Regions from separate parts of the Hordeum vulgare genome. Here regions 2 and 3 are each linked to region 1. A link is a contact called in public Hi-C data. All regions are on one chromosome and are shown on one strand. Each heading gives the region's core, a stretch centred on a gene start, on an enhancer-like site or on the middle of the called end of the contact. The rest is flanking DNA. Distances are from core to core; before and after follow the strand shown. Region 1 holds the start of LOC123444085 (serine/threonine-protein kinase EDR1-like). Region 2 holds the start of LOC123444086 (GPN-loop GTPase QQT1). Region 3 holds the start of LOC123444077.

Evidence for each region. A called contact is a pair of places that touch in the nucleus more often than the background predicts.
Region 2: a Hi-C map of leaf shows a contact between it and region 1, with 2.5 times the contacts expected there. The contact joins the promoter of LOC123444086 here to the promoter of LOC123444085 in region 1. A contact is called at or near these places in 4 of 6 Hi-C or Micro-C datasets (leaf and seedling) and 1 of 1 datasets of contacts at active chromatin or transcription factors (embryo).
Region 3: a Hi-C map of seedling shows a contact between it and region 1, with 4 times the contacts expected there. The contact joins the promoter of LOC123444077 here to the promoter of LOC123444085 in region 1. A contact is called at or near these places in 2 of 6 Hi-C or Micro-C datasets (leaf and seedling).

What each region holds. Positions count from the first base shown.
Region 1 is chr3H:425,690,685-425,693,823 of MorexV3_pseudomolecules_assembly, reverse strand. It overlaps LOC123444085 (serine/threonine-protein kinase EDR1-like), which reads left to right and starts at 1,683. Exons shown (of 17, transcript XM_045120698.1): 1 at 1,683-2,179.
Region 2 is chr3H:426,289,439-426,292,422 of MorexV3_pseudomolecules_assembly, reverse strand. LOC123444086 (GPN-loop GTPase QQT1) reads left to right here and starts at 1,505. Exons shown (of 10, transcript XM_045120700.1): 1 at 1,505-1,885; 2 at 2,190-2,234; 3 at 2,347-2,426; 4 at 2,507-2,581. The coding sequence starts at 1,794.
Region 3 is chr3H:424,807,169-424,810,029 of MorexV3_pseudomolecules_assembly, reverse strand. LOC123444077 reads left to right here and starts at 1,293. Exons shown (of 3, transcript XM_045120685.1): 1 at 1,293-1,623; 2 at 1,789-2,067; 3 at 2,403-2,861. The coding sequence starts at 1,519.

The DNA.
Region 1 (3,139 bases), core at 434-2,933:
ACCAAAGTGAGGGATGTGTACAAATTACATCTTGACCGACATGCATCATGCATAAAGATTCATTTGTCCAACGGAAGGGCCTATCTATCTCGTGGGGTTGCCTCGGTAATTAATATTACAATAGTGAGACAAAAGCTTTGGGCGTTCAATGACTACACCTCTCAAATCCCAGAGATAGGATTCAGTATCCTCTTGAGTCATACACATGCTCATTATACTATTATACTCGTTACCGGTTTTGTTCTTCTTTCTTGTTGAAGTGTTCCGCCATCCCTTTGACATAGTCATCTGTGTCTGGCGAGACGATGATGGATGCTGTCACACCGAGGGGCTCCTAAGAATATATCTTCATCGTTGGAGGAGCAAATCCCATTCTCGAGTTATCTAGTCCCTTGTCAAACTTTCTGATAAACAAGTTCTCGTTATGGTCACCGTGTTACAGATCACGTTCGAGGAACCCCAAAGCCCACCGTACGGTAAGAAGTGACTACGATGCTCTCATGGTCTAAGGAACTAAAACACACGTTAACACTGTGTGTTATAACAATTAATTTCACACGGTATTATCCCAAAGTATAACAAACAAGTTTGGGTCGATCCAATATGATTGTTCTTCTAACGTCATCTTTAAGACGATATTCAAATAACATATTTTTTATTTTTTTATCACCTTTAAGACGATAATAAGCCAATATCCGTGGCTGGTGGAGAACACAGTTTTCTCGATGAGTGTACACGTAATTTGGTATAAAACTACACGCTAATGCATATCCTGACACGACCTCTTTATCTCGGTGACGAGTGAACCAAAATGGACAATATGATGACATAGGGTCACAAGACACCTTTGTACAAAAGGTTACGATGGACGACAGATTGCAAGCATGCAACACTACCATAACCACGTGTACGGATTTATGACTTTTGTGCAAGATATCTATCCATATATATCTTCCTTTTTGCAAAACCTATAAATCTTTCGGATATTCATTTTCGGCGCCGGAAGTCTATTAGTCTGGCAAGGAGTGTTAAACATGACATCAATATGCGCATTCATATTTAAGATATCCCTAATCCACATGAGACTTGGTTTTTCTGATAGATCCACAAATAGTTATTATACGAAACTACAAACCCCATTGATGATTCAAAATGATGCCCAGACTCATTTGCATTTAAACAATAAATTAAAAAATAAACAGTGAAGAAACTATTTTTCTAGTCATCTAAGACAATCATGTGCGCTAGGAGCATGCAAAATTTTGTGAATGCATAAAAAATGTTTTTTCTACTGTTTACTCGAATTTGCTGTTCACGTCGTCTCTCTGCACCAGAATAACCTCTCTCCCATACAACCGTTCACAACAAATATTTTGAATATTTTAATATAAACTATGTATGAATGAAATGACTGAACAAACACACTAATACATGTGTGTACACACACACTTGATTCAAAAAAGAAGTTAAAACAACTTGGAGCAACATTTATAGTGTTCAAGATCAAGTGACCAGATCACTCCACTCCGTGTCCGTACTGTCAATGTTCAAAATCGAAAGACGTAAAACTGAGAACACACCGAAAGAACGAGCCAATATTAATGTTCGAAGCAAATGCGCATAATAAAAACGGTACGGGCCGGCCGGCCGGGCACACAAGAGAGCAAAGTGCTGCTACGAAACCCCCGTCACCAGGGCTCTCCCTCCTGGCCGCCCTGCCATTCCACAGTCCCCGCACAAAGCCAGCCAGTGCGTACCGACGCTTCCCCCACAGCCTGGACTGGAGCCGCCGTACTTTTCACTCTCTCGTCGGCTCCCTCCCTCGTTCCCGGGTCTCAGCTCTCAAGTCTCAACTCCCAGTTCTCCTCCTCCTCCCCCTGGCCCTCGCCCGCACGCTGCTCGCTCGATCGTCGCCTACCTAGTACCTACCATACCATCACACCTACCGCCCCTCTCTCCCACTGTCTCTCTCGTCCGCACCGTCAGACCCCCCCGCGCCCGCGATCGACCCCGCGCCGCCCGCACGCTCCCGAATCCTCAGCCGCCGGACGCCTCCTTCCGACGAAGCGAAGCAGGCCGCCTCGGGCTCTCCGCCACCGCGTCCTCCTCCCTCCGCACTGCGCCGGCCGCTGCTGGATTGGCGTGGAGATCCACCTGGGCCTGTTTCTCCTGCTGCCTGGTAAGCCGGCCCTCCCTCACCTGCCTGGATTCGTTTCGCTCTGATCTAGCCGGTCTGCCCTGGCCTGCGCCGCGCTGCGAGAAATCGAATCCGAATATATGGTCCACGCCCTGTGCAATCTGTGTAAATGCGTCCGTACCGGGGAAATATACTCGCTGCAGGTGCGGATTCGCTCGCTGGTACGCCGCCAGTGCACGCCGCCCATCCGTATGATTCGGTTCCTGTTGCTCAGCGCGCGCGGCATCTCAGTCTCAGGGCCGTTATTGTCCTGCGACCCCAGAGAATCGGACTCGAGGTGCAGGCGCGCATGATTCCTCCCATTTCGGTCATAAATAGCCGCCGGAGGAAAGGCCTGAGCTACAGCCCGACGCCGTTACATGGTCGTTTATGGAATTGTGGGATGTACTATGGTTACTGTATGTTGACGCGTAGAGTACTGGTCTGTTTTACCTTTTTTCCATTTTTACCCAAGGTTTTTACCAGAGTTGCTATTTTTTTGGTAAATAAGAGCCTGGATCTACACCATATAGTTACAGTGTATGCCCCCTTGTACTCGTAAGTGGACCCAGTTAGGATAATTGCCGACATGTTTTGGCTGCCAGCATGAACAGCGCCCACTGGTCATAGCATCTACTAGTAGTTGGATAAAATGTGAGTTCACTGGAATTGTACATCATGCTATGCTTGGTTGTATGCAATAGAACATGCAAGTTGCCCTGGAAGTTTGTGATGCGACATGGCAAACTTTCATGTGATGTTTCATGTTGGGTTCTTTTTGGGAAGCTGATGGCCATCAGGATGCACGTCAGCTGATGAGACGTGATTCACTTCTATTTAGCTACTAATCCTTCGTTGTACACCACTAGCTGAGCTTTACCAATCACAAAGGTTGCCCTTTGCCCTGGGCAAAGCCAAAGCCTCACGCAGTTCACATGTCCTCACTCTTTTCAGTTGGATGTT
Region 2 (2,984 bases), core at 256-2,755, 600 kb before region 1:
GATGCAAAATTAATCTGTAGTGCACGGTCCTTTTTGTCTTTCTTTCCGACGACGATACGAATTGCAATAAACATCCATTAAATTAAAACCAAATTAAGAGGAAAGAAAACATCGTTAACAACACATGCACACCTTTGGAAAACCTCGGGGGGAGAAACAACATATTTCTCATCTTATTCTGAGTGACTGTATATTCAAACACGTTTTTATTGTGTGAGCACTAAAGCCATTGTCGGCAACACAAATGTGATGTCATGTGAAAATATATTGCGTCCAGAGCGTGTGTTATTTTCTCTTCCGTTGTAACACACGGGCTCTTTTGCTAGTAGGTATAGATAATTTATGATCTCGGAGCATCTTTTAGTTCTCTACTATCTTTTGAATTTGTGTTTTTTAAATAGATCATTTTCTAAAATCCTAAAATTTATTGAAATCATCAAACGTTTTTTAAAAACACTAATGTGTTTTGAATTTGTGAACAATTTTTTAAATTTTAAACAAGAACTTTTTGAGATCCCTGAACATTGAAAATGCAAATATTTTTCAAATTTATAATAAAATTTAAAATTTCCAAACATTTTTGAACAAATACTCCCTCCGTTCCACACATATTAGATTGTGGGACTAAGGAAGTCTAATATTTTGTAAAATAAAAAAGCTATAAAAAACCCAAACAGAAAACCATATAGAAGAAAAACGAAAATAAAACACGCAGTAGCCGAGGCAATGAAGCAGATGCTGCTCCAGCCCAACCCCGGAACTGGGCCGACCCACCTCGCTCAGCGTTGCTCTCGGGGACCTCCTATTCGCCGCGCGTTGCCGAAAGGAGTCGCGCGCCGCAGGGGGGTGGCGCCCCCGACTGGGCCAGCCCATCTTCGGCTCGCCCCCAACTGGGCCGACCAAGCTTATATTTTTTGTTTGAAAAAAAAATCTAATAATTGTTTATCTATATTTTTGAATTTCAGAACATTTTTTGAAATTTCGGAACCTGTTTTTCAAATTCCAGAATACTTTTTAAAAAAATCTGAAACATTTTGATAAAAATTCTAGATCATTTTCTCAAATTCTGGAACATTTTTTTAAATTGCGGAACATTTTTAAAAAATTTCGGGACATTGTTTCAAATGACGGAAAATAATTTCAAATTCCGAAACATTTTTCAAGTTCCTGATCATTTTTTCAAATTCCGGAACATTTTTTTAATTCCGGAACATTTTTTGCTAATCCAGAACATTTTTGAAACAAAAACAGGAAAAAAGGAAACATAAAAGAAAAAAAAAGAAAAAAATAGAAAAACTGATTTAGGGAATCTTCTAGAAAGTTCTCAAAACTGGAAAAAATCGACTGGAAAATTTTCCCAAAACCGACGTCCCTGTAACTGTTAATGGGCCGCCCAGATTATCCCCCGCTAGCGTTTTCTCCGTGCGAAGCCGTGGTAATTTGCCGCAACGCGCGGCAAATAGGGTTTTCCTTGCTTCTCGGGCGTAGGGTTCACCCTCGCACTCCTCTCCCCCCAGAAGCCCCAGTGGCCCAGTCGCGAGGCGAGACCGCACGAGAGACCTAACAGTCAGCGCTGTCGTTCGGCCGCCCGCCCGCTCAGCTCCCGTCTGTGACTGCCGGCGGCCGGCCCAGCACCCCGCGACCGCCGTCCCCTTGCCCCCTAGCCCGCCCGGTTGTTCCCTTCTCCTCGCCGGTCGCCGGCTCGCGCGCGGCCCGCCCTCTCTCCTGTTCCATGTTGGTGAATTTTCTTCTGCAGTAGGAAGAGGCAGTCGGGTTGGGTACGAGTAGAGGAGATGGTGTTCGGACAGGTTGTGATCGGGCCACCAGGCTCCGGCAAGACCACCTACTGCAACGGCATGTCCCAGTTCCTCTCCCTCGTGGGAAGGTATGCAAATACCTGCACCCTTGCTATTAACCTAGCTAGTACTTCATCACTACAAGCTGCTTTCCTGACTTCCAGTGCTAGTTTTTATTTTTCTGGTCCAACGCTTGGCCTCTTGTTATGTTCAGTTTAGTACTCCGTATGTTATAAGTCCTTTTTCTGATGGGAGGGTAGACATTAGGAGAACGAGGCGTGGTGTACAATTTTCCTTCCAATGATTGGGCTCCCAGTGTTATCTCTTCCTGCAGCTGTGCCAGTTATTGTCTTCCTGATTCACAAGGTCATAGTGCTTGATTGTTTGTTGCAGGAAAGTTGCGGTCATCAATCTCGACCCCGCGAATGATGCATTGCCGTATCCTTTGCTCGTTGAGCCTTGAAATGATCTTTTCCCTTGTTCGTTTACCATGTGTTGCCATCGGGCTCAGCAGTTACACTTAAAATGAGTCCTTGACAGTGGTATTTAGATATGAATGTGCCATCAACATTGAGGACCTCATAAAACTTAGTGATGTCATGTCTGAGCATTCGCTTGGTCCTAATGGAGGTTGATCCGATGCTCAAGAATCAAGTGTACCTGTTTTATTTCTATCCTTACTTATGCTGTGCTATTGATACCTTTGTCAGGGCTTGTGTATTGCATGGATTACTTGGAGATGAATATTGACTGGCTTGAAGAGAAACTGAAACCTTTTATTGAAGGTGAGTGCGGAGTGCCTTTCTCCGAACCTCGCTCGGGTGCTGTAAAAGCTGTCGTTTTGGTCCAGGGTAGAGTTAAGATCTTGAGTTTTTGAGTAGTATCTGTACAAATATTTTGATTGGATACTTAGATCATAGCTGTGAATTTTCAAAAAATGTACTTTCACAGTATATGAGTTCTCTTTGTATTTTATTATATACTGTAATAGAAATTGATAGTCAAAGCTGTATTTTAAAGACCATGTCCATGCCCAAACAACAGCTTTATGATAGTGAACCAGAGAAACTGGACTTTTTTTCTTTGGCTGTAATATCCATAAAATTGAAGATCTTTTTAAGCACTCATGTCTACTAGATAGAAAGCAGGTTGACCCAGTTCTATCCATAACTAAGCCGCCAGATTCTG
Region 3 (2,861 bases), core at 44-2,543, 880 kb after region 1:
ACGACATCACTGATGATTAGAAACCGAAACCGAAACCTAAACTAAAACCCTTACCTAGCACCACCGGTTCAAAACAGCGGGGTCCCCGCCCTCTCCCGTAGTCGAAGTGGCGAAGAAAGGGAAACGAGGCCCGTGATCTCACTGGTGAGAAGGTAGATCGCCGCCATTGCCATAGCTCATAGGATTTCAAGAGAAAGAGAGAGAGAGAGGGGGGAGAAGGACGTGCGAACTTTGCGTGTTTTGGTAGACATTAGGGATGGCACCCGCAGGGTATGGGTATGGGTGGAGCCTCCCGATACCCTTACCCGCCCCGTCTGATATTACCCATCACCCTTACCCATACCCGTCAATGGGTACAATTTTTTCCATACCCGTTACCCGACAGGGTAGATGGGTACCCGCGGGTAAAAATACCCATATTTGCAAAACATCAATTTAAAAAACTTATAGTTATAAACTGCATTGTATCATATAGTTTATAAAGATAGATTATAGCTACGACACATACTTATAAAACAACATCATGTAGTCATAAACAACAACTCATAGACATACACTTTCAATTCATAAATTATTGATATCGTGTAGATTGTAGAGATAATTTTGAGTTTAGATAGATTTTATATGGGTATACGGGTATATGGGTATGGGTTATATGATCCCATACCCATACCCGCTCTATCCGATGGGTTTCTGATTTTCCTATTTATATATCCATGGATAAATTTTTGTCACATACCATTATCCTAATAGGATTTTTACCCGCACGATACGTGGGTAATGGGTACCCATTGCCATCCCTAGTAGACGTATACGCCTCCAGTGCCAAACTATAATTCCCCAGCGATGAGAGAGGATCGCGGTGATGCCGACGGCTCTAATATGCTACCGATACCGGGCACATCTCGCCATCAAAACCAGTGTCACAACCTGCATCGCAACACGCATTACTTTTGTAAAATCACGCACATGACTCACGAGGCGGAGACTTAGAGACGGCGACACCGCACCCAAACCAAACCAAACCAACCAGGCCGTCTCCCGTCTGATCCGAAAACGATCGTCCAGCAAGGCATCCCAACGGCCGATCCTCCCCCGCTGCCCGTCCGTCAGCAGTAAACAAAAACAAGCACCGCCACATCCAAGCCGAGCCGAACCAGCTCGAGCAGATCGGCCCCGCATCTCACTCGCCCCGAAGTCCACCCACGCCCCCGCTTTCCCCACTTGTCCCCGTCGCCCTCCCCCCATTTTTATTGCTCCCCACGCCTCGATCTCGCCTCGCCTCGCCTCGCCTCTGATTCTGAATTCTGATTGGCCTCCCCTATTTTTTTTCCCCCCGGCACCCTCTGTTTCACCCTGCTTTTTCCCCTTTGCCCGCTTTGCTTCCACTCCTTCTCACTCGCCCCTCTTTCCTCGCCCCTTCCTCCGCTTCGGATTCCCTCCCATCCCGTCCCACCCCGGCTCCCTCGCCCGCGTCGCGCACCAACCCAAAACCCTAGCCAGCCAGCCCGCGCGCCCATGGCGTCGTCTCCCGCTCGCCCTGCCGCCGCCTCCGTCTCCGGCGCCTTCGGCCTCCCCCCCGACGCCCGCTGCTCCTTCGACCAAACCCGCCGCCGCGCCGAGGTACGTCCCGTCTCTCTCTCTCTCTCTCTCTCTCTCTCTCTCTATCTGTGTGTGTGTGTGTGTGTGTGTGTGTGTGTGTTTCGCCGTCCATCTCCCTACTGCTACTAGCACCGCGCGGGGTTCCTCGATCTCGGGGGTTGATGCGTTTGTGAGCGGGGGAAGCAGGATTCGCAGGACAAGAGGCAGCTGGTGCGGACGTTCGTCAACGTGTACGGACAGGAGGGGTACCCCAAGGACGCCGTCATGGCGGCCGTCGAGGAGTGCATGAGGAAGCAGGCCGAGGGGCTGCTGCATTCGCTCGAGGGCATCGGCGGCAGGCTCTCGCAGCTCGAGCTCTACTGCTACAAGCTCGAGCGGTCCATCGGGGAGCTGCGCAGCGACGTCATGGACTACCACAGCGAGGGCACCGTCAACTTCCGCTGCCTCGACAAGAACCTCAGACAGGTACGTGCCCTGCTCTGCCTCCAGATCCGCGCACGCGCAGCCAATTACTGCAAAATGCCTTGCTCTCGTCTCGAGTACCCCCACGGCCCTGTTAGTCCAGGCTGTGGAAATCACTATTCAGATTTCACCATTGATGAATATACCTCGGAATTTGCGTTTCACGTTTGTCTTGTGTGGTGCTTAAGGAGTCACAGTGGAACACTTTCACGAGCTGCCATTCCTAAACTACGTACGGTGGAGTCAGACTTACTGTTCTCGTGAGGCTTGGGTCATTTTTCGTCACATTATGAATAGGTAGGTCTCTCAGCTGAACTATCGTTTCTTCTGTTGACCAGGTTCAGAAAGCCGTGCAGATGCTTCAGGATAAGCATGAGCCGGCCGACACGGCGCAGCAACTGGCCAAACTTCAAATAGCGCATGAATTCCCTGCTAGAACAAATGAAGCCACTGCCTTGTCGATGCTTGCTGCAAGGGAAAATGTCAACGATCACAGCACACAATTCACAAACCCTGAGGTTTCTTTTGTGCCAATTCACCAAGTTAATGCCATGCAGTCTCCTGCTATGCCGAACCAAAGTAGCGGCGGTTATATTCTGCAGCAACTGGTGCCCGTCTCTTTGAGCACGCAGCATGATCAGCAACATCCGAGCCAAGCTGCAGTGTACTATATGCAAAGCCAAAATCATGTGAACTGCGCAGAGAACAACCAGTCCGAATCTTTTGTTCAGGTTATGCAGCCTCAGGTCCAGAACCATGAAGCTAGGGTTGCAGTTGAGCTACCTCAGAAATCTAGT